Linked DNA regions of Mus musculus: all the other regions are linked to region 3. A link is a contact called in public HiChIP or PLAC-seq data. All regions are on one chromosome and are shown on one strand. Each heading gives the region's core, a stretch centred on a gene start, on an enhancer-like site or on the middle of the called end of the contact. The rest is flanking DNA. Distances are from core to core; before and after follow the strand shown.

Region 1 (2,700 bases), core at 127-2,626, 350 kb after region 3:
GCTGATGCTCTGCCCTGGGGAAGAAGGCCTGTCAGTCAAGGGCCACAGGCACCACAACCTTTCCACCTAGCCCAAGCCTTGTTCAGCAAACTGAGTCACGAAGAAGCAAAAAGGACTCGCAGAAGATAGTCACCCAATCCAGAGACAGCCAGGGTCTGCACACATCCAATCCAGAGATAGCAAAAAATGGCTCACAGAAGATAGCCACCCAATTCAGAGACAGCCAGGCTCTGCGCACTGAATAAGGCTGAGCCACACAACAGTAAGGTGGCTCTGTGCCCACCCCTCTTCTCTCTTTTACTCTGTCTCTTCAGAAACTCTAGAGTGATGTCAGAGGAAGAAAACCCACAGAATACTGGGGAGCAACTCAATATCCCACTGCTCCTTTTGACCTATGTATTCTACCCCTACAACACCACTAAGAAAACTTTCTTCCAGAAAGGTAAAGTGTCTGACCCATCTCCATACAGTGGGCAGCTTCCTCTGCTGCCCTGGTGGCATCAGTCATTTTTCTTGTCACCATGTGTTAATTTGCTAAGGCTGTTTAAAAAGAACCATTAGCTATGCAACTTAAAGCAGCCTAGTGCATTGTCTCATCATACTTTTGGAGACTAGACACCCAAAATTAAGGTCTAGGCCCCACCAGCTCGCACTAAAACCTCCAGGGGAATTCTGATTCTTCTGTGCCTAGTTAGCCAGCAGGTTTTGGAGTCCCTGGCTTAGTGGCTAGGCTGGAGCAATCTCTCTGCAGTATTCCTCGGTAGCACTGGAGAAGAAATCTGCCTAACTCCAATTTCACTCCCAGATGCAACATAGCAAATAAAGAGCTGACCTTACTCATGCCACTGTAACCCACGACATCACATCCATATGTTCCCATACAAAATGACACCCTCTTGGAATAAACTGGCTTCCCCTTGCTCAAGTACAGGCTAAGATCTGATCGGGCCCATAAGGGAATGAATGGCTCCTTGATTCAAAATCAAAATCAGGTCAATCTCTACTTCCAGGCAAGGCTCTAGCTGCAGTCTTTATTAATGCCATCTCTATGTAAACTTCAATGGTGCATGGCAGGACAACAGGAGAATCTCAGCTTTCTCGTTTCTCTATTCTGCTGCCCTTGTCCTGAAATCTCTGAGCATGCCCAGTCTGTTTGTGACTAATGGGAAGAAGGCACTGTGGTAAGCTGAACCCTAGGCCCAGTGCATTACTTTGTCAGCAAGTGCACGGTCTCTAAGAAAAAGGCTGGACGAAAATAGTCAGATGTTGCCATTTCCCGTTGTCTCCTTGACTACCGACTAATAAGGAACCAGAGGTCAAAACAGCTGGTGAGCTTACCCAGGAAGTGTACCTGCACCCCACTTCCTCCGACTTCTGCACTGCAGTGGTTGTGGCCTATAACCTGCCTCTGGGGTTTTCACCCCGACACAGGCTCCTGCTTCACCCCAGTAACCGCTTTTCTAAACCTCTCTGTATACAAGGAGCACGAAGAGACAGGGAATGCTGTTGTTGCTTCAGGGGTTTCACCTGCTCTATCGCCCTTGAACACACAAAGGGTGCTATAGAATCTTTAGGAGTTCCCTTGCATTACTCTCAAGACTTCCAGAACAGTGAAACTTAGATCACACCTTCATTTGCTATCTGAGGTCAATCAAACAGGAAAAACCCCTGAAATTTAATGTTGCCTTTAAAGTGAGGATTTGCTAAGCAAATGAATGCCGGAGTGTAAACAAGGCCTTCCCAGTGTTCCCAGGAACCCGTGGGGCACAACAAGCTTACAGCTTTGGAAGCGATCCTTTTACATGCTAATTACAAATCCCACAGTATTTGTGGGTCTCTCTGGGATGTCTATTTGCCAACAAGTTGTTTATTTCCAGTTTAACGGGGAGAGAGGGCCATGAATTATTGAGTAGCCATCTACTCAACTACTCTGTTTTCAGCCAGTGAACCTCTGTGTGAAAGGTTGTTTATCTTTATAGTCATCCTTGGATCTGAGCATTGCCCTGGTCTGCACCTGCGGGCTAGAGCGTGCTGCTAAGTGGGGAGCCAGTCCATGAGCACAGGCAGGCACCTGCATCCAAAAGTAAGGCTCTCTTGGCAACATGCTCTGCTTTTCTCTAGCTTCTCAAAGTCAGTCCTTTGAGTACGTTCAGAATGGTATGTCCCTAATTAGCTCAAATTAACTCATTTTTATGAAACTTGTTTTCATTTCACTAATGAAAAAAAGGAGACTGTCAGCCAAGACACAAATTATCAAAAGAGAAAGGTTGTATCAGATGAAGACTAATAACTCCATCTATGATGCTTCCTGAAGTCTACCAGCGACTCTGAAAGAAGAGAGATGGAAAATCACTATCTCCTTGTCAGATACTTGTTTCCTTTGGAAAGAAGAGCTTTCACCCCTCACAGGAGAGAATGCTTTCTGGCTCAAGCGGACAAGGTTTGTGCCTGGGAGGTATGGCAGGAAGTGAGGCTGGGTAGGCAGGTTTAACCCTTCAGAAAGGTGTACACCTTTCTGGTACTGCTGCCACTGTCTACCAAGACCTTGAAGACTGACAAGATGTTTGGAGACAAACTTCATGTTTTCAGAAATCCTGCACCCCTTCCTCACCCGGGAGGCAGTCTGCAAGCCACATCAGAACTTCCCATTGAAACATCTGTAGTGCACACAGAGAACACACTTTAAGGAAAGTCAGGCTT
Region 2 (2,882 bases), core at 95-2,594, 400 kb after region 3:
AAAGAGCAACTCTGTCTAGAGTTGGGATGGAACTCAGGATCTCAGGCCCTCACACACAAAAGCACCTTATCTATTAAGCTATCTGAACCAAGAATGTAGAACACTGAAAAGAATATTATATTTAAAGGCATTCTATAGGGAAAGGGCAAATTATATAGAACATGATTTTGTTTATAGTCTTGGCCTTATAATGTTTAATCAAAAGAATCCAAAACCTAATAGTTTATGAGCTCATTATTTAAGGAAAGTCATCAGTGTCCCATTTCCTCTTACATTTGTTCATGATGGGTGTCACCTGGGGATCAGAGGACAGCTTTGGGGAGTCAATCCCTTCTACCAGGTGGACCCTGGAGAGCTAACTCAGCCGGTCAGCCCTAGGGGCAAGCACCTTTACCTACTGAGCCATCTAGCTACCACAAAATATTCACTTTTAAAACACTAAAACTTATTTAAAATTAGCAAGAATAATAGGGAAATTGTTTACAGTGTTCTTCTTTTGTTTCTGATTGCTGCTGCTGATCCTATACAGTTAGAAAGCAGGGACAAGATCGTGATTTACCTCATGTCTATGGGGAAGGGAAACAGCGCCATTGTGACTCCTACAAATAGATCTGCATTCCTAGAAGAGCTTGAAGGCTTGAGCCCCACAGCACTGGTGTTTCTGAAAACATTTTATCAGCACTCAGGCAATATCATAGCTTAAGCATGCCATGTTAATGCAAATAGGCTCTTAGAATTGTTTTATCTCTCATTCCAGATAGGAAGACCCATGCCTCCTCCAGTAACAAGCTCTCGTGCTGGTTAAAAGAAGCAAGAGCAGGTCTTGCAGCTCTTGCTGCAGTGTAGCCTTCACTGATGTCCAGTCACATAGTACTCTGTGATCCTTGTTTACTCTCTGTATCCCTTCATCAAGTAGTGACCTCCTTTCAGGAGAGTTTATACTTTGTATACGTCTATACTTTTTATATACTTTCTATAGTCTAGTAGACAGATATGAGTCCAGGATTTCAGAACAATGCTTAAAATGGCTACTGCCCAGAGATGGTTACTCATATTGTAATGGTTAATCTTGACTGTCAGCCACATATTTCTGAGCCAGATTCTCTTTGTGATTTTCAGTCACTATGACCTATAGCAGCAGATGAGTACCAGAGTGTACATGAAAATCCAGCTGTGTTTAATTAAGCTAAATATTTACACAAAAGAAGAAAAACTCTCTTCAAATTTTTTTCTAAATTATAGTTTTCAAACAATCCCTTTTGTTAATATGTAATGGGTCTATTATTCTTATTTTCACTGTTCCTTTTTTTGGTGGGTGAGAACTGCTGGGGCTTGAATCCAGGGGCTGGCAGAGACTGACCACATCCTGTACCACAGAGCTGCATCACTAGCCTCTCTTCTTACTTTTCAGAGTATTAAGTGGTTTTCATGTTTTCTTTAATTTCTAATGTGGTTATTGATAACTGTAATCCATAAGCAAAACCATTTGAGATTCATTCTTTTTAAGATAATAAAGAGGTACTGATATTTAAAAGGTTATGGAGCAGGGCGGGCGTGGTGGCGCACGCCTTTAATCCCAGCACTTGGGAGGCAGAGGCAGGCGGATTTCTGAGTTCGAGGCCAGCCTGGTCTACAGAGTGAGTTCCAGGACAGCCAGGGCTACACAGAGAAACCCTGTCTCGAAAAACCAAAAAACAACAACAACAAAACAAAGGTTATGAGCAGTGTTTTAAAGGAGCTTATTTTAGTGTGTGCGCATGTGGAGACCAGAGGACAACTTGCACTCAAGTTGTCATGTTGTGTCAGGTAAGCACTTCCTACTACGTCATCTCCTTGGGCTCGGTTCCGGTTTAAACTCAGATTCCAACCCATTGTGAGTTTCCTCACATCAAATTAGGACAGTCTTGGAGTCTGCTATCAGAGGAATTAACAAACTTGAACAGAGATGAAGTCCATGGGCATTTAGTGTATGGGCTGTGTTCATTTCTGTTCCAGACAAAAATTAAGAGATGTTTCCTTAAAGCTAGTAAAAAAATAAATAAATAAACCCAAAGTTTAACGCGATTTGCTGTAAAGTCAGGCATCTTAGGAACTTGTGTAGTTGTATTCCCAGGACTCTGTAAAATGACTTTTTCAGATTAAGTGAAGATGAGTTCTTGCTGCATCTGACAATTCTGGGTATAAAGGATGACTGGTTTTTATTAACTAAATGCTTACACATTTTGTGAATCTATGTGGATCAAATGTGCTTAGTTTGGTACCCTGATTTCTTTAAGCTAAGTGGTCTGTGTTGTTAAAAACAAATAAATAAAAACCTGAAAATTGTGCTGTTCCCACTAGAGTAACAAAAGCTGTTTGGCTTTGTCTCCTTGAGCTGCTCGTAGATGCTTGATTCAGAACTCGAGCTCCCCATGCCAAGACTGCTGCTTTTGTTTGTGTGTTTCTTCAGAAGGCCTAGTTGGCACCTGAGCATTTACTGCATACTAGAATGCTCTGTAGCTCTAATCATCGCTTATGGGAATTTTGTTTTCTCAAACTCCCAATTTTAAGTTCTCTTATCTAATTGGAATATGATTTTAATAGGGAAAGCTTTTTAAGATTTAAGGTAAGTTTTTATTGTTATGGAAGCCTCGCTGTCTTTTTGTAGAAGTCAGGCCTTCCTAATATTCTGTGAAACCAGACTTATAATTAGCAGTAGGACAGTACATTGTCTATGTGTTAATAGGGAAACAGGGAGTTACGTGGCTGTCACCGGCTTGCATTATCACAGGTACAAAGACATATATAAGTTCTCTCCATATTTTCTTGGACTTTAGCCAAAAACTTTAGTAGCATATTCAACAAGTATCTTTGCATCCTTCATCTCTGAATACTAAAGGCTT
Region 3 (2,774 bases), core at 254-2,753:
GCTGTAATCTGGAAATGGGTTTCAGAAATCCACTCTACTGAGTAAATGGGCTATTACAGCCCATCATTATGGAGGCCAGGAATGTACATAGACTAGAGAGAGGCGGGAGTGGAGCAAGAGGAGAGGGGAGTTAACCATTTCAAGATGTGATAGACTAGAAAGTTTAGCCTCTAAGTTTTCATCTGCCTAATGTTCTTATTGACAGCTAAAAAAAATCTCAAAAACTGTGAGGGATTGAGCTTCCCCCCCCCCCCACATATAAGTGAATATATTAGCTGGGTAGTTTCTTAGATGCTTTTCACAGAACATACAAAACTCTTTGGGGTAAAACAAAGGATGTTATTACTCAGAGTACTCGAAATAGGTGGAATATCAGAATAATAATATGAGGAAAGAGAGAGGGGGAGAGAGAGGGAGGGAGGGGAGGAGAAGAAGGAGAGAGAGGGGGAGGGAGGGAGGGAGGGAGGGAGAGAGAGAGAGGAGGGAGAGGGAGGGGGAGGGGGAGAGGGAGAGAGGGAGAGGGAGAGGAAAGGGGGAAGAGTGGGGAGAGGGAGGAGAGGATGGAGAGGGGAGAGAGAGAGAGAGAGGAGAGAGAGAGAGAAAGAGAGAGAGAGAGTTTACTAAGCTGGAATAGCAGCAGTGTAGACTGTGAAGAGGTATGGGCAACATCTGCACGTGGAGTAGATTATTTAACAGGAGGGGGTCTTGAGCATTATGAACCTTAACCCATTGTGATGGGTAGTGAGCACTTCTTTCCTTTACAGGTTCAGGGTACCCTTTCTTTGGAAAGACAGCTCAACAAAGGTCAGTGTTTGTACTAACAAGGGTTAGGGTTAGGATTGAGGTTAGGGTTAGGATTAGTGCATCTTTTGGAAAACTGTCCTCAACAGAGAGCTCATAGATGTCTGTGGTATCTATGCCTATTGAGGCTCCTCCATCTGAACTGCCACATACTATATCTCACCACCTCCCATTTCTGCTTTCACCCCAGGCTTGGAATTAGGCATGGCATCTTTATTTTCATGCAGTAGGACCCTTGAGGAACGAATGCCATGCTCTTTGCAATTGTGAAGTTAACAGAGTAATCCGGGAAAGGGAAATAACTGGCCTGAGAGCGAGGGAAGGCAGTGAGCCTGGCTGCCCCAGCTATGGGAAGGAGAAAATCACTAGGTGCAGGGAGAGGCAGCATGTGGGGTGCAACAGGCAAATCAATGAGGGACCACAGGCTTGCTCTGCAACTCCTCTAATAAAGGTGATGTATTGTGATAGACAGTTAACTGACAGGTTGACACCCACTGTTGGTGACAAGCAGGTTGACAGTAGAAAGCCAACGAGAAAGAAACGAAAGGGGGAGAGATAGGAGGCATCCCACATGGTTTAAGTGTAACTGCGTTTGTTATTTTTTCTCTTGAATATTTTTAATCCATCACTCCAAGCGCGTCAGGGACAGCTCTCTGTGTCGACTTACAAGAAATGAAAGTGTGAGTCACAGGATGCTGGTAAGGCTAAGGCTCTGGAGGAAGCTGCCAGAGAGAAAAGAAACCAAGCTTGCACACACAGAGGTAGCTGCAAAGATAAAGATCCTTGCTTTAGGAAAGTCCCTCGAATGTAGTGAAACAAAACATGTTATGTAAAGGTTGAATGTGAAGATTCTGTCTACATTTTACAGAGAAACTTAATCCCGCTTGTTCTTAGGTGAGGTTGGAAACTCTACGGGCACCAGCACAGGAGAAGGGGACCCTCACTCATCCCGGTAGACACAGGAGGTAGTGTCTTCGAGCCTATTCTTCATGGAGCTTTTTAATTTCCTCAGCATCCACACAGGGCTTGACCAACTCTTGCTAACAGCACAGTAGACAGAAGGATGAAAGTGAATGATATGCCCTGAACTTGATCAGTCTGTCCCGATGTACAGTGACGTTCCATTCAGTTGACAGAGCTGAACGAGTCCTTCATGAAACCCAGGAACCCAGCGACTGGGGAAAATAAAAGTATTTGTGTTTAGGCATGTACTGCTCACACAGGGATGGTGGGGACACCTGCTTTGAATCTTTCATGCGGTAGGACTTTGTCCTACATGGGAAAGGAAGTTTGCTGAAGACACTGCCCCACAAGTCCTTTTATGGGGGGTTTGTACTCTGCTATGTTTAATTAGCAGCTAAATTTCATTATAGAACACTGTGGACTTTTCTCAGGGATTTAGATGTGAGATCCAGCATTCCTGAAGGTCAGCCGCATGATCCTGTGGATGTTCCAGAATCTGTGAATATGATAAGGTTGGATCACAGATTAATTAATAACTGTAGATTGTAAGTCACATCCCAGTCTACTCTTCTTTCCCAAGGAAAGGATGACTCAAGTTAGCACTAATCAAAAAAAAAAAAAAAAAAAAAAAAAGAATTCTAGGTAATTTTCTTTTTATCTCAAACTCCCAGTATCCTCTGGTCCCCGCTGCTCTGATTTGGACAGCATCCTTCCCTCTTCGTGGTTTCTCCGTATGGCGTATGAACATGACCATTAACCTCACACAGATATGGTTCAGTAACTACTGCCCTACTGTCTTCTCTGAGGACTGGCCTTGTAAATGTCAGCTGTCTCAGCCTGGAGCCCTCTCAGGTTCAGGATCTGTTACTGTGAATTGTGCCTGTTCAGCTGGCAAGCATAAACAGATGCTGAATAGTCCTTTGCGTTTGCTTGAAGACAAAGCCAATGATGACAGTGAAGGCCTTCTGCAACAGCTTATTACAAGTAAGAGAAGCAGGAAATTTATTCTG
Region 4 (2,751 bases), core at 166-2,665, 310 kb after region 3:
CTACTTTACTGCCTGTCCCTGGCTGTGTTCATCCCATGATGCCTTAACCTTAACCTTGTATGTCTCCATGAGCAGACTGCATTAAGGAAAGCTTGCTTTTGACACATAAGAATCATTTAGCCCTAATTGGACTTCTCTACTCCTCATATATACAAGGCACAGGGGAAATCATATTGTGGAAGAGCCAGAGATTGGGGAGGGCTGCTGCAAACTTGTGTCTTCTGGGCACATCAGGAAGCCTCAATCACGATCCTCACCTGCTGGGGTGGTCTGCAGAAGACCTGCACATGATCAAGCCTGTCAATACTCCAGCATGGCGTGTGGGGATGGGTTGGGGCATGGCTTATAAGGTTCCACTCCCAGCAGCGTTGCTCTCTCAGGAGTCAATGTCTTTGTGTATAAGATGAAAGCACTGAATCTGACATTTCTTTATTAATGGAGGTACAGCATATGGGGCAGTATGCCTCACTGGAAAGCTGAACTGAGAGTAAAGAGGAAATCTACCCCGCCCTTATCCCCACTCCCTAAACTCCTTTTCGAGGTCAGTACATCACCAAGGAGAAGATCAAAGAGAAACTTCTGGAGCCTAACTGTGGCAATGACAGCTGCTAGTAGCTTAGAGAAAGATGGTCCTGGGATTCAACCCAAGGCACTTGCAGGCCTTGGAGATGCCTGCTCAGCAGTGAAGTTTGCTCGTGTAGGTGCCAGCTAAGCTCTCTATAGTCAGAGAAACTCTTCAGTGATAAAAATCACTCATCCTCTCATTTTATCCAGCATTGCTGGAGACCCGTTAGGCTTACCCAGTAGGTTTGCTCAGTGACGAATTTAACTTGATACTTTGTGGAATACCTACCACTAGCTCCCAGGCTCCTGGGCTATCTTGCCCCACCAGCCTTGCAGCCACTAAAAGACTCTCCCAACCCTTCTTCTGCCGTAAAAGCTGAAGGTGAATGCAAATAATAGTAGCCATGTCTCAGAAAAGCCGCTTCTAAGACAGACATAGTGACTGCCTTCAGGACTTTGGTCTTGAGTGGAAAACAAGGCAGAAGGAAACAGAATCCTCCCATTCTAGAATTCTCACAAAGCTCTGCAAATGAGCCATTCTCAGAAGGTTCCAGAACTGCCTATCCACATGTTCTGTGAGGGAAACAGTCCAACCTCTGCCCTTCCTTTATGGCGGTTAAATTGACAAATCCACAGATGTCACTGGGCAGTACAGAAAGGGGTGGGAAGAGAAAGGGATTGAGTTGTCTTTCATGATAACCACGAATTTTTGTGGTTGTCTCTGGCTCTCATCAAAACAAGTTGTTTACACCGATTAATGCTGAATCCGAGAAAGGCTCCATCTACCTCTGGGTTCTGAGACCCGGGTGTGGTCTGCTTGAATTACGTTGGCTCCATGGGGCAGTTCAGTGTGCCATTGTGAGCAGCCTTCTGTTGATTTCAAGTAAAATGACATGAAAACAGATTAGTGAAAACCACAGACATTATAAGTTGCCATTCAGTTTCCGGAGATGAATGAAGAATGGCTTTGATCTGTGATTCAGAGCCAAGCTGAGGTATTTACAGAGAAACATGTCTGCAGGGAGAAGAGAGGAGAGAGGAGAACCTTTGGGGATCTGGAGGAATATTTTCTAGTTACAGTGATCTAAATGGTATGCATGGTTGGGCAGAGCACACCAGGGCTTTCTGGCAACTTTACCACGGCTGCAAAGGTTGGGGGCGGGAAAGTGTTTACACAAGACATCTGGTCTGATGAAATCATCTAGCACCTAACTTCCTTCATACTTGACCATCCTGTAATGCAGGCTGTGGAGAGGTAATGACTCCACGTTCATGGCTCCCCACAAGGCTGCTTTGTCCTTCCTTTGTCCCTCAGGAGACATTTCACCACCTCTAATAACCATCCCCAAGGACAGCTGTCCCTCAGTGTTCTTCCTACTGTAGGGAACTCAGGATGAGTGCTCCCCAGCTGAGAACAGCTATCCTGGCAGCACCAGGGTGTGCCCTGTGTGTTAAAGTCGGCTCCTCCAACTTACCTTCCACCAGTACCACCTTAGCCCGGGGCTGACTTAGACCAGCAGTGGAGTGAGCTATTAAAATAGAAAAAAAAATCATTTTCAGATGAGAGACTGGGCTCTCTAAACACATGCGTGTGTAAACTGAGGCTTGGTGTGCCATTTTTCCTAGGGGCACTGTTGTGTTCTCACTTGAGAAAAAATAGCATGCCGTGACAGAGTGAACACGCCAAAGGCTTGTCTAAGAGGATATGGAACTTCCTCCCCAACACACTCTAGTACCTGCTACTCAAAGGAAGAAAGGATGCTCAGGCCCCTTCGGCATCCCCCTCCCTGGGGAGGGAACAAAAAGACACAGGATCAACATATAAGGTACCAGATCAGGTGAGGCACAAAGTGGGTATAGCTGGTGTTTAAGCAGTTGCTGTGAGCCAAGCACTGAACTATAAGCTTTAATTCAGTTCACTAAGAGACAGTGAGTGCAGTGTTCCCATTAACACTGATAACACCACTTCCCCCGAAGCCACACACAAACACACGCACACACACACTCAAGCACACACATGCACAGTTCGGGGCCTTTATCTCAGACAGCCCTTCCAGAGCCCAGACCTTTAACCATCCCCAGCACATCTCAGACCTTCATGTGTCTCCAAGTCTTCCCTGTTGCTGGGTGTTTCTAAGGCAGGCACACAGCTGTCCGCCCCTTGGATTCCTCTCTCTGCTTCTTGGT
Region 5 (2,700 bases), core at 85-2,584, 280 kb after region 3:
TCTTTCCCTCGAGTCTCCAAAGCAGGAGGCAGCATGCCTTTGGCACTGTCGTCTTTCTTGGGTTCTCCACTACGACTGAAACTGTTGTAGAACCTGCTTTCCAATTTGTCTTTGTACCCATTTGACACATACTCTGTGTGCCCCATGTGTACTAAGCTACCCTCACGGAACAAGAGACAGTATAGAAACTGGGACCTGACCATGGCCACGTGGGCCACACAATGAATTCAAGTTCTGCACCAAGAGCAGGTTGCATATTTAACTCTGATTGCATTTGGATTAAATGTAAACTCTGGATTATTTATAATGGCCAATATAGAGAAACAACCCAAATACTCGTTAAAAAACAGGTGAAGAGGGAAAATATGGGGGAAATGTATATCTGTGGTAACAAGGTATCAAACCTTCTTAAGGCACAGAAGAGAAACTGTGATCTCAAGAGCTGGTGGGCAACAGCTGGTCCAGCCAGGCAGACACAGGACGAGCAGCAGCCTACAGGTGTAAGGAGACGGGCGTGGCTATAGCAACTGCCTGGCGAACAGATTAAATCTGGTTATTAGAATATCCTTGCCACTTTATGCTTACTGCTCCCAAGGCTCGGGAGGAAGGTAAGGAGCTCACAGGAATGGGAATAAAAGCAGCTTTCTTCCAAAGCTTCAAATGCACCTATGATCTTTCCTAACAAACTTTTTTTTTTTTTTTCATTTTGTGCAGCAAAGCAAGTCATGTCCATGGAAGCATGAAAATCTGTGTTTCGGCGCGCGCAGCCAGGCTCTCCGCGCCGCAGGCGTGATGGTTCTTTGTTTTAAGAAAACATCTGTATTTTAGCTGGGTAGCAGGTTTTGAGCGGAGGTCTAAAAGAGCCATCTTCGAGGATGATCCAGTCCAGACCGGAATCAAAGAGGGAGCTGGGTGAAACGAAAGCGCTGGCAGGCCTCTAGCCAGCACTCTCTGCTCCACTCTCTGCTCCTGTGCAGGACTTTGGTCACTGGTCCTCTGGCATCTCTTGCTCCTCCTCTCCCCAGCAAGGGTGCCAATGCCTAGAAGTGCTGCAGCGTGCCGGGACTCTAACTTGCTGGAGTTACAGTGAACCAGCAAGGGCACCTGGCCCTCTCTGGCCCAGGATTCTCCCCTTGCAAATCTCTAAGCTCAAGCCAGGAAAGAACACCACCACGTTTTTCTTGGCTTTTTATGGGGTGTTGATCCAAGGATCTGTTTTTACATTTGAATGTGGCAGTTAACTGTAGCATAATAGATTGCAGACCTTAGAGAAAAGATTGCCTGGAGGCTGCTGCAGAGAAGAGAGGGCTGGCTGTACAGAACTGCACTGTCAGCTGGTTCTAGCTGGGCACTCAGCCACCACGCCTTTATTTTTAAAGGAGTCATTGACCTTCCACAGGCCTGTATTAAAGTGGGGTGCGGGGAGGATGCTGCCAGGCACGGTGGGATTGGAAGAGACCTCTCAGAGTCTGGGAAGCTTTGGGGTTTTTTTAGTCTGTTTACTGTCATGGAAATTCTGAGTGTGACTTAGAGGCCTCTCTGGCTTCGAGCCAGGTGGAAAGGTTTCACAGGGTGGGGTGGGGGTGGGTGGATAAAAGCAGGGATTCAACTGGGAAAAGACCAGAGTGGAAAAGCAGCTGTCTTGGCTCAGCCCCTAGAAGGATGCAAAGGACCAGTACCCAGTGTGAAGACAGGAGATGAATGAGACCCTGCAAGGTGAAGGACCCTGTACCACTGTCAGAGGGCACCAGGCTTGGTCAACTGCTGAGAACCTGTTAGAAACTGATTGCGGTGTGGGTGGGCTTGATAAACACACCTCTGTTCATTCATTCATTCATTCATTCATTCATTCATCCATTCATTCATCCATTCTGCAAACAGTCTCTAGAACCTACTGTGTTTGAGACACACTGTGTTCACAGAGGTGACAAACACTTTCTAGGCCTCCCACTCCATGGGACAGTTCAGCAAACACAGCTGCTCTGAATGATGTAGGTGGAAAGGGACCAGAGCTACTCTGGGAAGGGAAAAGAGACAAGTCTCAGATCCTCAGTGCGCATGCCCTCTTCAGAGCACCCAGGTTCATTACCTCAACCAGGAGTGGGATTGCTACTAATCTTGTGCTGAGGAGTCAAGTGAGTTAGTGTCTTCCCTGAAATTGCTGTCAACTGCAAAAGACACATAGGCTGTGAGTGTCCCTTCACTTGTGAGTATTGCTTTTTAAGGAGCTTCCATTGAGACCTCTGACAAAGGCAGTGGTGCCCTGCCAGAGGAAGCAGGCTGGGAAGGGACTTGCAGAAGACTGGCTTCCTAGAAACACAGATGTCACTAAGGTAGGCAGGCTGCTAGCCCTGAGCTTTAAGGCATTCTGGAACTGAAATGGAGGTGGAAACCATCTGGCAGGATAGGAAACTGAAAGTTCACGGCTCAGCCACCACAGCCTTGCTTCCCTGGCCTGTCTAGGCTCCCCACAAGCATGGACTTGTTTTCTGTTAAGATCTCTGGAGTGTGTGTGTGTGTGTGTGTGTGTGTGTGTGTGTATTTGTGTGTGTGCATGTGCATGCTCGTGCACGCTCATGCACCTATTTTATTAACAGCCTGAAGAGAAATAGCACGTGGCAGCTTGGTGAGCTAAAGAGGTCAGAGAACAGATGCAAAGTGAAGGGGCAGCTATGGAGCTGCTCCTGGCTGGCTGCCAGA

Evidence for each region. HiChIP or PLAC-seq counts read pairs in DNA pulled down with a chosen protein or histone mark.
Region 1: an H3K27ac HiChIP or PLAC-seq map of T-cell acute lymphoblastic leukemia shows a contact between it and region 3, with 5 times the contacts expected there. The contact joins two enhancer-like sites. A contact is called at or near these places in 3 of 15 datasets of contacts at CTCF or cohesin (the NIH/3T3 cell line, large pre-B cells and pro-B cells), 3 of 484 Hi-C or Micro-C datasets (bone marrow-derived macrophages, embryonic fibroblasts and regulatory T cells), 9 of 115 datasets of contacts at active chromatin or transcription factors (CD8 T cells, T-cell acute lymphoblastic leukemia, Th17 cells and 6 more) and 1 of 9 other capture datasets (liver).
Region 2: a contact with region 3 is called in an H3K27ac HiChIP or PLAC-seq map of regulatory T cells, with 7 times the contacts expected there. The contact joins two enhancer-like sites. A contact is called at or near these places in 3 of 15 datasets of contacts at CTCF or cohesin (CD8 T cells, the NIH/3T3 cell line and large pre-B cells), 18 of 484 Hi-C or Micro-C datasets (CD4 T cells, CD8 T cells, Th1 cells and 10 more) and 5 of 115 datasets of contacts at active chromatin or transcription factors (CD8 T cells, embryonic basal ganglia, regulatory T cells and 1 more).
Region 4: a contact with region 3 is called in an H3K27ac HiChIP or PLAC-seq map of thymic regulatory T cells, with 5 times the contacts expected there. The contact joins two enhancer-like sites. A contact is called at or near these places in 3 of 15 datasets of contacts at CTCF or cohesin (CD8 T cells, large pre-B cells and pro-B cells), 23 of 484 Hi-C or Micro-C datasets (the C10 cell line, CD4 T cells, the N1E-115 cell line and 13 more) and 10 of 115 datasets of contacts at active chromatin or transcription factors (CD8 T cells, SST interneurons, Th17 cells and 7 more).
Region 5: a contact with region 3 is called in a BATF HiChIP or PLAC-seq map of CD8 T cells, with 10 read pairs. The contact joins two enhancer-like sites. A contact is called at or near these places in 1 of 39 promoter capture datasets (the 3T3-L1 cell line), 4 of 15 datasets of contacts at CTCF or cohesin (CD8 T cells, the NIH/3T3 cell line, large pre-B cells and 1 more), 21 of 484 Hi-C or Micro-C datasets (the 3T3-L1 cell line, the C2C12 cell line, CD8 T cells and 12 more), 19 of 115 datasets of contacts at active chromatin or transcription factors (CD8 T cells, SST interneurons, Th17 cells and 13 more) and 2 of 9 other capture datasets (adipose tissue and embryonic stem cells).

The regions. Positions count from the first base shown.
Region 1 is chr9:14,243,390-14,246,089 of GRCm38.p6, forward strand. No RefSeq gene overlaps it. Among named protein-coding and RNA genes, the nearest start is that of Gm34069, 20 kb to the right of the region's middle. Within about 2 kb of position 1,377, at least 101 of the 459 cell types and tissues checked have an H3K27ac peak or open chromatin away from gene starts, as enhancers often do. A contact at or near this core is called in CD8 T cells, T-cell acute lymphoblastic leukemia, bone marrow-derived macrophages and 4 more, where this site is marked.
Region 2 is chr9:14,292,712-14,295,593 of GRCm38.p6, forward strand. The region is part of intron 1 of Sesn3 (sestrin 3); the gene reads left to right. Among named protein-coding and RNA genes, the nearest start is that of Sesn3, 18 kb to the left of the region's middle. Within about 2 kb of position 1,345, at least 38 of the 459 cell types and tissues checked have an H3K27ac peak or open chromatin away from gene starts, as enhancers often do. A contact at or near this core is called in CD8 T cells and regulatory T cells, where this site is marked.
Region 3 is chr9:13,893,193-13,895,966 of GRCm38.p6, forward strand. No RefSeq gene overlaps it. Among named protein-coding and RNA genes, the nearest start is that of Fam76b, 67 kb to the left of the region's middle. Within about 2 kb of position 1,504, at least 90 of the 459 cell types and tissues checked have an H3K27ac peak or open chromatin away from gene starts, as enhancers often do. A contact at or near this core is called in CD8 T cells, SST interneurons, T-cell acute lymphoblastic leukemia and 12 more, where this site is marked.
Region 4 is chr9:14,198,741-14,201,491 of GRCm38.p6, forward strand. No RefSeq gene overlaps it. Among named protein-coding and RNA genes, the nearest start is that of Gm51286, 20 kb to the left of the region's middle. Within about 2 kb of position 1,416, at least 87 of the 459 cell types and tissues checked have an H3K27ac peak or open chromatin away from gene starts, as enhancers often do. A contact at or near this core is called in CD8 T cells, Th17 cells, regulatory T cell precursor and 2 more, where this site is marked.
Region 5 is chr9:14,172,822-14,175,521 of GRCm38.p6, forward strand. No RefSeq gene overlaps it. Among named protein-coding and RNA genes, the nearest start is that of Gm51286, 5.9 kb to the right of the region's middle. Within about 2 kb of position 1,335, at least 185 of the 459 cell types and tissues checked have an H3K27ac peak or open chromatin away from gene starts, as enhancers often do. A contact at or near this core is called in CD8 T cells, SST interneurons, Th1 cells and 6 more, where this site is marked.